Regions from separate parts of the Ostrinia nubilalis genome. Here region 1 is linked to region 2. The links are chromatin contacts, called in public Hi-C maps. All regions are on one chromosome and are shown on one strand. The core of a region is the stretch at or near the end of the contact, and the rest is flanking DNA. Distances in the headings are between cores, read along the strand shown.

Region 1 (6,652 bases), core at 3,548-6,047, 140 kb before region 2:
TAAAAAAGTCTCTTTCATAAAAGCCTTCTTGGACCTTTGTTCTGTGTATGGGCGTGAAAAGTTCTAAGTGAAGACTTTGAACTTTTCTTTTTCGACTTCCAAATTATTGGTAGGTAGGTAGGTACTATAAGTTTTGTTTTCATAAAATAAAGTTTTGTGTTAAATACTCTTCTCAGAAAACATGGGTGTTCCTGCTGGCAATGCTGAGAATGGAAAGAAGATCTTCGTCCAAAGATGTGCCCAGTGTCACACTGTAAGTATTGTTTTTTCATTGTGTGTTTAATCTTGAAAGGAATAATAGATTCAATCATCTCCCATGCCTTCGTCATCAGCTTTTAATTTTATACCAAACTCAATTTAAGTCCCCACACACACTACCGATAATTATAGAAAATTGATTATTGCAGGCAGATATTTTAAGTGAAGCCATTGCTTCACTGTACATTTACAGTGAACAGTGTCAATGTAAATGAAATCCATCAATTAAACTCTAGTACCATTATACTCACGTAGTACCTACTTGAAATTTTTTGATACCATTGTACAGTAACCATATTGTACATTACAGGTTGAGTCTGGTGGCAAACACAAAGTAGGACCCAACCTACACGGATTCTTCGGTCGCAAGACTGGTCAAGCATCTGGCTTTGCTTACTCAGATGCGAACAAAGCCAAAGGTAAACATAATATTAATTTTATATGATATTTCCATTTAATATGATATCTTTTACATAATTATCCAGAAAATATTAATATGGAGTAACATTTGTGAGATTGACTTACATACTATATTTATTATGCTGACTATCTCAGACATAAATACACCAAGTTACATTACATTGTCTTCTAATCTAAATAACTCACAGTATGTAATGAATTCTATATTTAAGTAACAATGTGTCTTGCATCGTGTCATCAGACTGAATGATGTAAAACAACCCATATACCTAGTTGCTAATCTTGGACTTCAGTAGTAATAAATGTAATAATTCTGATAATATTTATCAAATTCCTAAAGTGATAGCATTCATTGTACTATCTATGCCAGCATTATATCAGTACTCAATAAATAAATCGGCATTTGATGATAATTTTTATTTTTTAGGTATCACCTGGAATGAGGACACCCTCTTTGAATACCTCGAGAACCCCAAGAAATACATCCCTGGAACCAAAATGGTGTTCGCCGGCTTGAAGAAGCCCAACGAGCGCGCAGATCTTATTGCCTATCTAAAGGATGCTACTAAGTAAATCATTTTTAGGAAATAGTACGAAGTAGGAAGGAAGTTCCATAATATTTCTGGAATTTTCTTTCTATTTTTAGCCCAATCAGTATCATCAATTTGCATATTGCAATAGTGATAGTTGCAAAATGTTTAGGCAAATATTTACTCATTACCATGTCATATTTATTGTAGTCGTACTGTGAGTAACTGTGAGCGATGGATACCTAACAACAATGATGTGAGTTATTTGATGTTATTAAATTATTAATTGACGTCACATTTAGCTTTTCATTTGTGAATGTTTTCACATAATTATTTACCTAGGTAATTATTTATTTACCAAACTAATCTAACGAAATGTTACCTAAATTATACTATTTAAAATAAATTAAAATTAAATAAAGAATTTTAAGTTCATACATAAAAATTTTGTTTTGTTTTTGCATTCCCTTTTTTTGTTTTTTTAGGAAATAGCAGCATTATTATATCTAAAAGTACCTCTGTCTACTACAGAACATGATTGTTTGCAGTGGTGTGAATCATCAAATTACTATTGCATCGATTGCATGCCGAGCAATGTAAGTTAAATGCTTTATATTATAAAGCATTTAACTTACATTGCTCGGCATGCAATGCAAAACTTATTAAGTTTTGCCACAAACATTTAGAAATTTGGAGGGCCAGTTATTGTACCTAATTCCAAATTAATCAAAATTTTATTACAGTTATTTGTAATTATGATTAATACTCAAGAGTGAATGTGACTGATGTGACTACTAAAGGATGAAATACGAGGTGTGTTCAAAAAGTAAGGTGACTTTTCAAATTTCCCGGGCAACGTACTTTCGATTATCGATTTTTTTATTTTGTTATGTTGGTACACTCTTCCCGAACATCTGTACCACAGATATGGATTAGAGTAGATACAGCAAGTTGCTAGTCAAAGCGTGCCATTCCGATAAGTCCAAATGGACATACATGGTCGAGTGATGTTCATGTAATCCGATTACAACAATCGGATACGATGATTTTACGAGGATAGTACGAACACGGTAGAGAGAAGAAATTATTTACGGATTGAGAATTGTAATTAACAGCAACGAGTAACAAATATGTAATTAATTAGAATAAAGTAGCAGTAGAAGAATTATAAAACAAGTTAGATCAGTGATCGCGGAAGACAGAGTGCACTGTATAACGTCGAAATATACAAATCAAGAAGTTAGGTCAGTGATCGCAGTATACACTATTATTAGTCTATGTATACGACGGCCGAGATTTTGTCGTTTAGAAATATCTTCAAAACTAGGTACCTGACTTGGCTTTATGAAAGAAAACGTATTGGCAAAACTACGCATTTTTACATTATTTTATTAAAAATAAAAAGCTTGAGTAAATAGTCTTTATTTTATGAAACTATGTCATTTACTTACTAGGATATTTAAAAGTATGGAATTAAGTATGAATTACTAGTAGTACTATTTAACATAATGGAATAACGATCATTACTTTCATAAACATTAGGCACAACAAAAATAATAACATTATTTGCAAATTAATAATGTAGAATTGTAGAATAACGTGTACCGCTACAAAATTATTTTAATCCACAGTCAGACTAGCTATAAATTTAACAAAATATCAGTTTTATAGGAATTAATTAATTTTCGAATCGAGTCACACGATATCATTCGATGACTTTGCGAATGCAATACGATGATACGATTACTTTTACGTTGCGGCAATCACTAAAATTAGCTAAAATGACACTAATGACGTTTAAAAAGTGGCACGCTCGGCTTCATACAATTTTTGACACATGCTGCATCTATCCATATCTGTGATCTGTACCAAGTTTCAAGTGTATAGCATTTTTTGTTTGGTTGTGAGAGGCGTAAAGGTTATAAGTGTTTTGCGTGCTCGGCGATTTTTTGCTATCGAAAAATATGGATCAAAGGATTTGCATCAAATTTTGTGTAAAAAAATTTAAATTTAATGCTCCGAAACACTTGAAATGTTGACAGTGGCATACGGTGAAACTGTTCTGAGTAAAAAAAAATGTTTCAAACTCTTCCAAGATGGCCGGGAAGATGCCAATGACGAGCCTCGCCTGGACGCCCAAGAACGTCAATAACTGATGAAAACGATCAAGCAGTGAAGAAAATTGTTTTGGAAAATCGTCGAATCACTATCAGAGAAGTTGCTGAGGATATCGGCATATCGCTTGGCTCGTGCCATGAATTTTTTTCTAACGTTTTGGAAAAACAATTCATGGCTTTTGCATCACGATAATGCCCCTGCTCACTCATCCTTGCTTGTGAGAGATTTTTTGGCTAAAAACAACACCACAATCATGCCTCAGCCACCATATTCACCGGATTTGGCCCCATGTGAATTTTTCTTGTTCCCAAAATTAAAGAAACCTATGAAAGGACGGAGATTTGCAACGATTGAGGAGATAAAGACTGCATCGCTGGAAGAGCTAAAGGCTATACCGAAAAGTGCTTATGAGAAGTGCTTTGAGGATTGGAAAAACCGTTTGCATAAGTGTATTGTATCTGAGGGGGATTACTTTGAAGGGGACAACATAAATATTGATAAATAAATAAATATTTTTTCTTAAAAATACAAAGTCACCTTACTTTTTGAACACACCTCGTACGTCTTGAATTCAATCTTGAATCTTCGCAAGTTCGCATCATAGAGTAACTTGTGGTTCGCATCTCATAAATTTGTGATCTCATGCAAGCTATTATGTCCTATCTCTATTGATTGAATAAATCTTTGACCATCAAATTAATAAAACAACATCGATACGAACCCGATACGATGATGTCAAGGGCCATGCCAGCCAGAGACTAAACCGATATTTCTGGTTCAGGTACCGTACTATCTCTAAATTAAAAAATGTAATGTCACTCAAATGACACCTGTCATTTTTGACATTAATAACAGTGACAAGATGACATGACACTGACACATGCAAAAAGAAATTTCTTGGACTGGTTTTTGGTGTGGTGATAATGTGGATGAATTTATTTTGATTTCATAATTTTATGGGCCAGTAATCCTGTAATAATACAAGGACGAATTAAACTCCATTCATTATAAGTTTCTGATTACTTTTGACAGTGAAATTCATTTAGAAAAATTTAATGTGATTTTGAGTTAAGTCATACAAATGAGACAAGTTGATCTATTTTGGTAAGTTGTGCTTGCATTCTGTGTGTGTATTACGTTATTTTAAAATCTATTTATTATTTACATTACACTTCTTATATGTTTTTATTGTTCTGTTATATTTTTCTCACTTATCAGATCATACATAACGGGATCAAGTTTACATTATTGAAGAAGTTTAAATAATTATGCGTTAAAATGGCTAAAGCATCAGTTGTATTGAGCTTCCATGAGATATTGTTGCATCGGTCAGATGTAGAGCTTTTGGATGGGCCTTATTGGCTGAACGATACGATTATATCATTTTATTTTGAATACCTAGAACGGATTTTGTTCAGTGGTGCCAGTGAGTTACTGTTTGTTTCGCCTGAAGTCACACAATGTATTAAAATGGTGGAGACTAATGAGATTAAAACCTTCTTGGAGCCGCTTGATATCAATAGAAAGAGATTTGTGTTTTTTGCACTGAACGACAATGACTCTCCGGACACGGCTGGTGGATCGCACTGGAGTCTCCTCGTTTATTCCAAACCAGAAAGCTGTTTCTACCACTTGGACTCTTCATCTGGAAGCAATCATAATGTAGCATGGGAATTTGCCAGTCATTTGATTACTTACTTTTCAAAAGGAGGTAAGATTTATTCTATTCTGTATAACTTATTAGGCAGACATCATTTTCCCTTTGCTATTAAAAATGAAGTAACAAAGACCATTGAATTTGACTATTTTGAACTAAATAAACTATTTTTCTTTCTACTTTATTTCATTTCTTTTTACAGAGGCTGTCAACTTCGTAGATAAGGAATGTCTTCAGCAGAGTAATGGATACGACTGTGGAATTCACGTCATTTGTAATACCGAGCGGTTGGCCGATTGTGCCCACAAACATGGCCACATTGGCACATGCGACATGCTAGTCAAAATCAACCCAAGTGCTAAGAGGAAAGAAATTATTAACATTATTCATAACTTGTCTAATTCAGATTAATAACTTGGTGTCTTGAAACTAGATAATTGGTGTTAATATATTGTTATGTTGGTGTTTATGTTAACTAATATTTATAATAAAGGTTAAAATCTAAATTCTCACAACCAAATTCTTTTGCTTGACTTTCCATTTCAAACGCGATAAATTGGCTAATAATAGAATCAATTCATACTAGTTACTTAATTTTAGAGTATACCATACGCGATAAGCGATTCTCTTTACTTTTGCTAAAATCTCGTAAAATTGCCGACGAGCAGAACAGCCTCCTAGACAAAGTTACATTTGTGACAGCTTCATTTTCGCAATCGCCTCTAAGAGCGAAGTATTCTGCTAATTCTGGAATTATAACAGGGCAGGTATGACTAACTATCTCTTTATTAAATAACAACTAGGTACTACTAGTCTCATTGTCTGATGCAATTGATGGGGTTTCCCAAATTGATCCTAATATTGATTGCAATAAAGGATATTTTTTTTTATAAAATAAAATAATAGCATCAAATTATTCAAGCCAATTTTATTATGCTTGATTCACCATTTATTTAAGAAATAAGATTTACACCGAAAGCCGTAAACATCATTTAGAAAAATAAATAAAAATATAAGTAGTAGAATATAGATTACTTGTATGAAATAGGATCACTTGTTAAAAAAAGATCTGAGGCAAATTAAGATTTTATAGGTTCGACCCAGCCGCCGAACGCTTTTTCTAGTTCTTCGGCGACAGCAAAGCAGAATCTATCGTTGTTGTGATTTGAGACTACCTGAATACCAATCGGAAGACCTTCGCGTCCCAACCCTAGAGGTATATTCGTAGCAGGCAGTCCAAGGCAGTTAATTATTGCGGTGTAACTGAAATTGAAAGGTCGTGCCAAAGGCTCGTTGTGATACAGCGCTGGCGTGGGATGTGTCGGATACAAAAACACTCCATCGTCGCCAAGCATTTCTTTGAACTCCTTTTCCAATTTATCTTTCAGTTCAACGTGGTATTTGTACTTTGCGTCCCCGTATTCCGCTCCTGTGTGATCCGACAGCGCTGTGGCTAACCCAATTAAAGTGTTGCCCGAGCAGCCAAAAATATTCTTGAATATCTCAACGATAATAGCGAACACGCCTTTCTTTTCCATAATGTTTTCCTCGTATTTCTTCGTTCTCTTCATCGTATTCATCCATATTGGCAAAGATTTTTTTAGTAGTTGAATTTTCTTCTCTTCTGTGTTAACATTATGTTTCTCCTTCAAGAATTCCACGGATTTCT
Region 2 (7,188 bases), core at 3,173-5,672:
TGTCGGCGGCCTTGCGCCGCTCCTCCTGGTCGGCGGCGAGAGACTCGCTAAGGTAAACAGAGCCTATAGACAATCCAGGTCTACCCAGCTTAGACCTGGAAGTCATCAAGCCACTTACGTCTCGTTTGTACTGCTCCTCGAGTCTCTGTCAGCCGCCTTGCGCCGCTCCTTCAGCGGCGATACTGGTCCTATAGACACTCCAGGTCTTGCTTGGACCTGGAAGTCATTCGACTTACTTCTCGCTTGTGCTTCGAGGAGTTTGGCGACGAGAGACTAGACCTATAGACACTCCAGGTCTACAGCTACTTACGTCTCGCTTGTGCTTCTCCTCGAGCTCGCGGCGGCGCAGGTCTTCTATCTCCTGTTGCTGACGCGCGGCCCGGTCGGCGGCCTTGCGCCGCTCCTTCTCCTGGTCGGCGGCGGGAGACTGGCTAAGGTAGACTGGACCTATAGACACTCCAGGTCTACCCAGCTTGGACCTGGAAGTCATCAAGCCACTTACGTCTCGTTTGTACTACTCCTCGAGTCTCTGTCAGCCGCCTTGCGCCGCTCCTTCAGCGGGGATACTGGTCCTATAGACACTCCAGGTTTTGCTTGGACCTGGAAATCATTCGACTTACGACTCACTTGTGCTTCGAGTTTGGCGACGAGAGACTAGACCTATAGACACTCCAGGTCTCGGACCTGGAAATCACCAAGCTACTTACGTCTCGCTTGTGTTTCTCCTCGAGTTCCCGGCGGCGCAGGTCTTCGTTCTCCTGCTGCTGGCGAGCGGCTCTGTCGGCGGCCTTGCGCCGCTCCTTCTCCTGGTCGGCGGCGAGTGACTCGGCGTAGGCCTCGTCTTGGGCCTGGCGGAGGCGGGCTGTCACTTCGCGCTCGACTCTGTTAAAAGTTTATATTTTAATTCAAAAGTAACACAAGATTTTATCAAAATAAATGACAAAATAGAAACAATGAGGGCTATCGTTTTTATACTTAACAGTTGGCACCCCTGGCGATTGACAGGACCTTACTCTACAGTGGCGCCATCTTGATGAGTGCAAATGCGATAGTCCTCCTACCACTTTAGCGTTCACCAGTTGGTGCCACTGTCTTCGCTACTAGCAAGTGACAGGACCTTACTCTACAGTGGCGCTAACTGGTAAGCGCTAAAACGATAGCCCTCATTGACCGTGTCCACAACACGTCCTTGGTTGTCCCACTTTTGTGGCTACGGTAAGGCACACCAGTAGGCCTAGGATGCGCGCCGTGATAAGTTGTTATCACGCCATTATATCGATTTTTTCCATACATTTTGACGTCGATAAAGTATATCACGGCGCGCATCCTAGCCCAGTAGGACCACTCCCAATTCTCTTATGGATGTCGTAAGAGGCGACAAAGAGACAAAATACACGAAAACCAGGCTTTCCAGACCCGTCTGACCACAGCGTAGAGAGTGTAGACCAAATCCTCCATTCGCCTCTGGAGAAGGTCATCGTATGTAGTGTAGACCATATGACCACTATGTTTCGTACACTATGGCTCGTTGTCGACTACGCTAGTACCTATCGGCGCGCGCGGCGGCGAGGTGCGGCTCGTTGTCGGCGACGACGCGGCGCAGGCGCTGCAGCAGCGCGGCCGCCGAGCACGCGCCCTCGCTGCGTGTGCACTACGCTAGTACCTGTCGGCGCGCGCGGCGGCGAGGTGCGGCTCGTTGTCGGCGACGACGCGGCGCAGGCGCTGCAGCAGCGCGGCCGCCGAGCACGCGCCCTCGCTGCGTGTGCACTACGCTAGTACCTGTCGGCGCGCGCGGCGGCGAGGTGCGGCTCGTTGTCGGCGACGACGCGGCGCAGGCGCTGCAGCAGCGCGGCCGCCGAGCACGCGCCCTCGCTGCGCGCCACCACCGTCATGCGGTGCTCGCGCACGCACACCACGCATAGCAGCGGGTACCTGCCAACATTGCCGTTAAGTTTATTTTTTATTTTTTTTTTATTTATTCATTTATTTATTTAAAGACTTTATTGCACACACAACAATGTTCCGTACAAAAAGGCGAGCTTAATGCCATACGTCATTCTCTACCAGCTGACCTTGAGCAAAACAGAGATTATCATCAATCGGTAACATCACTACGCACACCACGCATAGCAGAGGGCACCTGCGAACAATGCTCATAAATACATACACCCGGCGTCAAATAAATCGCACCCGCGACAGTTACTTTTATTTAAGATTTTCTTCTAAACAAAAATGGTTCTCCAACAATACTGGTGTTATTTGAAAGTCCAATCAATAAACTTAAAGAAAAACACGTTTAATCTATATCTATAAAAGCAAAAGGTCACTGATTGACTGACTCACTCATCACGAAATCTCAGAAACTACAAGTGCTAAGTCTCTGGGGGTTCCTTTTAGAACGTAGGTGCTCACTAAAACGGGATTTTGCAAAATTCAACCCCTAGGGGGTAAAATGGGATCCACGCGTACAAAGTCGCGGGCGGCCGCTAGTAGTAAATATAAGTCAATCAGCGGAGCTACTGTGAAAAACATTGACCGAAGTATCGAATGTTGCCATCCCTCTCACGAAAAACAAGATGCTAGCATGAGCCACGGTAACAGATAGACCCAACAGCACGTACGTAAACAGCGTTTTGGAGTAGCCGCAGAACACGACGAACATCAGTATTCATGATAATTGGTTTTCTTTTTTAATAGCCTCTGAGCACACTGGTTTCGCTAATAAGGATTATTCAAAGTTTATCATAACAAAAAAACCTTTACTCAATGCCAAACAGAAGTAATTTTTTTATCACTCCATTGTGTTTTAAAATAAAACACACTACCTTGAAGCTAAGGTGTGATCATTTCAGCCAAAGAAAGTCTATTGCTAGAAGATAGACCAAAGATAAAAAAATATGGACTAAAGGTATACCTGCGTCCGCCTACAGACTGCGCCACGCGCCAGCCCTCGGCTGTCTCAACCGAGCAGCCCCAGAACAGGGCATGAGTATTAATGTATTGGATGACTTCAGGGTCTGCCAGGGTTGTCCTGAAAATAAAATAAGTCATGTCACAGAAAACACATGTCATGTTTGAAGAAAAAGGATTGTGTTATCAAAACTTCAAGATATTTAGATACTTAGTCTAATATAACACATGACCCAAGAAAGAAAGCAGTCTGTCTGTTATCAAAACTTCTGATGTTAAATTACTTGGTCTAAAAAGACAATTAAAGGTCCTATGAGTCAACTAAACATCTGTATTTATAACTCTTTTGTGGCAGAATTTAATATTGAAACATACTGCACAATGTACCACATGAATTGAGACAAACATACCTGCAGAAGTTTTGTGTCTCAGTAGCAGACTCTGAGTGGAGGTATACAATGAGGAACCTTAGTTCATTCTTGGCATCATTGAGAGCCTGGGCATATGTGCCCTGGTAGAACACTGGGTGAGGGTTGAACCTCGACGTGTAGTTGTTTATGAAGCCCATCACGTCCCCTAGTGGGTCAGTCACCACTGCAACAATAATGGGAGATTATGAAGGATTTGAATAGAAAAGGAGCATTATACTGTTCACAGTAGGTTTAGTTATGTCATTTATAAGGTCTTTCCAGTACTAGGGCAATACTTATTCTATTAGGATTCTTATTAGAATTTGTTAATGTAATTCAATTTTATATCTTTACTTAATTTGCAACAAATTTTGGCGCTTCAGGTACAATTAATTCTAGGACTGAAATCTGTGCCAAACAGTCTGAATACTTACATCGCCTATCATCATTTCTTATGAAGCTCAGCAACAAGTTTATAACGGAAGATAATGTGCTATAGCACATTGACACAACGAAGTTAACCATATAGCGCAAGAGACCGCGGACGCCGCCTCCTGGGCCTTCCGAGGGCTCGTCAGTGAACACTTGCTGTGCTATGTGGTCATGCACCACGGGCGGCGCCCTCGCCTCGGTAGCGAAAACCGATGGCCGACCTTCCCTTATATTTAACTGCTCTTGAATCGCCACCTACGAACGAAAAACACATAAGAACAAAACTAAACAGATTGACCTACAAAATAAATAACAACTTTCAAATTGACAAATCACATTTACCTCCAAGTCCCATTGGTGCCTCTGCAAAACATCTCTGCATATCGACATGTCTTCTATGCCAGTTAAATCTTGAAACTGAAGTATTTTATCAGTTTGTTCATGGGTCAAACCCAAAGCATTGTCTTCAAGATCCATTGCTTTGGCTTGGTGGGTATCCTAATTTAACAATTTAAATAGCAACTAACTAAAATAGGGTACAGTATATAAGCCTACATGAATATTCTTATCAGTACATATTTAATTGGAACTTTCAATCACTTTACGGGAAAATCGTATTATTTTGATGCAAATTCTTAAATATCACCAACCAACCAACAACCAAAACGGTATGAATGAATGAATGAATGAGAAGTAAAATGACGAATGACATGTCATCCATTCATAGTGTTGTTACCAAAACATTAAAAAACCGTAACCCAACCGTAAGCGAATCATCATAGATACAAAAGCTAATGAATGGAGCATTTATTTAAGATTTTTTTAACTTTGTAAACTTGATACAGTTCAAAGTCCTTTTTTATTTTCATTGATTTTTAATAATAATTGTTCGTTTCGTTGCTTGTCTCTAAAATGTGTAGAGCGTGTTCTGTGTGTGTAGAACTTGCGCTATGTCCGTATTATGAAATAAAACTAACAGATAAAAAAAAACTAGAAAACAAATATTTTGTTGTGCGGGAAACCCGCGACCTCTGGCATAGTAAGTAGTCCGTTACAAACTATTACATCAAACGGCTGACGATTTGAGGAATAAAATGAATAAAGTATGGGTCGCAGTAAAAAACATGAGTTGTGTTGTGTTATTGACTTTATTATTTCTTTCCCTTCTTTGCAGCTGCTGCTGGTGCTGCTGGCGGTGGTGGCGGTGGAGGTGGCGTTGCAGGTGGCGGCGGTGGTTCCTCCTCCTCAATAACAGGATCAGGTGGTACGGATGGGTCTTCATTTGGATCTTCGTATAAGTATTCCGTCTGAAAGTTTAGATAATTTTCATTGAAATACACCCATAAGCACTGTTAACATAAGACCTTTGTGTCGTGTTAGGTACCTTGATTTCATTAAGTTCTGGTGCCAGATTAAACATGCTTTCTATGAAATCTTCATAAAATACATTTCCATCACCTCGAACATTAGCATCTCGGAGCATCTCTCTGGTTTCATCCGCATCAAATATATCTCCATACTGCGTGACAATGGTTTGAATTTCATCAATTTCTAGAAAGTCCCTTTTTTCTGTATCAAACACCTGTAAAACATTTAACATGGAGCATTATGTTAACTAAATAGGGTCATTTCGCCTGTTCGCGTCCATTTAGTGCAGTTGGCAAGTTTGACGGCGATAATAAAAATGCCCCAGCACTAATTTTTATGACAATTTTGTGTAATGTGTTCATTATATATTCTATTTTAAGATTAACTTTCAGTTGTATTAGAAACATCTTGCGTTTTCTTTTTAAATAGATAAACTTCAGAATTAGGCGTTATACCCAGTTTGCGTCCACAAAATCCTAATTGCGTCCACCCGTGGACCATTTAGCGTCCAGCAGCTTAGAAAAGGAATATAGGGGTGATATTTTTAACAATTAATAAAGAAAGATTGTATTTGAACAATTTCTTTATTTAACAATAAACTTAATTATTAATAATTAACTTTTTAAAAAAATAAAACCGACTTCAAATGCGTGAACAGGAAAAAAAACTAAAAATTGAAAATATTGCGTATAAAAAAGTTCATCCCCAATTTTCCACCCTTGGGGGTGAAATATTTTCTTCAAATTCGCATGAAACCACCCTTTTGATAATACCTATTCAACAAAAAAATAATCGTTCAAATTGATTTATAATCGGCGGAGATATTGCGTATAAAAAAGTTCATCCCCAATTTTCCACCCTTGGGGGTTGTTTTTTCTATTATTAAATTTAAATGGGACCACCCTTGAGGTATTACCTATACGTAGAAAAAAGATTTGTTCAAATCGGTTCATAATTGGCGGAGTTATCGCGTAACAAACATAGAAAAAAGAAAAAAAAACATACGGGTCGAATTGAGAACCTCCTCCTTTTTTTTGAAGTCGGTTGAAAATCAACATTATCATCGTTTAAAACTCACTTTCAAAAATAAAAATAATTCTTCTCAACATTGGTTTAAGTAAAAAATTCTTTATTTCTGGCCAAACACTTGCTTTTTACTGGAAATTCACATTTAGAAATGTTAAGAAGCCATTCAACTACTTTTGTATTATTGTTCCATTTTCTTCCCTAAACTTTGAATTTTTGACGAATTTCAATATCTAATTACTACATGACGTGACATATCATTGGAAAGAAGAGAAGCTAGAGATGTTTTTAAGATCATTGGCAATCTACTATCACCTTTAATTTTTTTTAAATCGAATTCCAAGTTGAAATTTTTATCGTGGTTTGTACCTTTGTTAAACTTTCGCGGCTCGTAACTAGCTATCCAATCATTATCTGAATCTGAAATTGAATTTATTTGACTAAAGGCATATTCGATATTAATATCAAATAACAAAAGCGGTTAAAAACACGCGAGAAAAAAAAGTAGGCATGTTTTTAGGTCAAATTTTGGAAAAAATTAAACAAAAACAAAAATATCAATTAAAATAAAAGTAGCTCACTTAGGGTCAGATGGGCGAACTTGTATTCTTAAAATGACCTTACCTATACAAATTAATATTAAACAGTATGTTTTTTTTTTTTATAAGCAAGTATTTAACGAAAACAGTGGACGCAATTTGGTTTATTATTATAGAGGATAGGTATAGTTTGCGTCCATTGTGGACGCAAAGTGGAAGTTTTGTAAAATCGATGTAGTAATTCGCGTCCACCTTATTTTATTCGTTAAATATAAAAAACATTACCAAATTCATAATAAACATTATACCTTTTTTCATCATTAAACTGTAGAAATAGCTATCTATCCTAAAATTCACATAAAACAATATAAAACTTACCATCAAACACGCCGCTGCACACTAATTTTTATCTAAACATGCAGCGCGTGTGAGCTTCCTTGTTGAACAGCCGAGACTAACTATTTTTCTAAACAGGAATGGTTGGACGCACAGGACTTTTGTCT

What was found. A called contact is a pair of places that touch in the nucleus more often than the background predicts.
Region 1: a Hi-C map of whole larva shows a contact between it and region 2, with 7 times the contacts expected there. The contact joins the promoter of LOC135078642 here to the promoter of LOC135078867 in region 2. A contact is called at or near these places in 4 of 5 Hi-C or Micro-C datasets (whole body and whole larva).

What each region holds. Positions count from the first base shown.
Region 1 is chr15:8,127,903-8,134,554 of ilOstNubi1.1, reverse strand. It overlaps LOC135078642 (sentrin-specific protease 8), which reads left to right and starts at 4,797. Exons shown (of 2, transcript XM_063973170.1): 1 at 4,797-5,037; 2 at 5,186-5,394. The coding sequence starts at 4,797. The coding sequence ends at 5,394. LOC135078871 (cytochrome b5 reductase 4) reads left to right here and starts at 4,193. Exons shown (of 10, transcript XM_063973438.1): 1 at 4,193-4,430. LOC135078874 (fatty-acid amide hydrolase 2-A-like) reads right to left here. Exons shown (of 6, transcript XM_063973446.1): 6 at 5,892-6,652. The coding sequence ends at 6,063. It overlaps LOC135078869 (cytochrome c), which reads left to right. Exons shown (of 4, transcript XM_063973435.1): 2 at 177-253; 3 at 569-677; 4 at 1,106-1,653. The coding sequence ends at 1,251.
Region 2 is chr15:7,989,611-7,996,798 of ilOstNubi1.1, reverse strand. LOC135078867 (FAS-associated factor 2) reads right to left here and starts at 4,422. Exons shown (of 8, transcript XM_063973433.1): 1 at 4,095-4,422; 2 at 3,755-4,007; 3 at 3,321-3,504; 4 at 2,915-3,031; 5 at 1,780-1,932; 6 at 708-882. The coding sequence starts at 4,229. It overlaps LOC135078479, which reads right to left. Exons shown (of 4, transcript XM_063973025.1): 3 at 5,137-5,334; 4 at 4,882-5,059. The coding sequence ends at 4,904.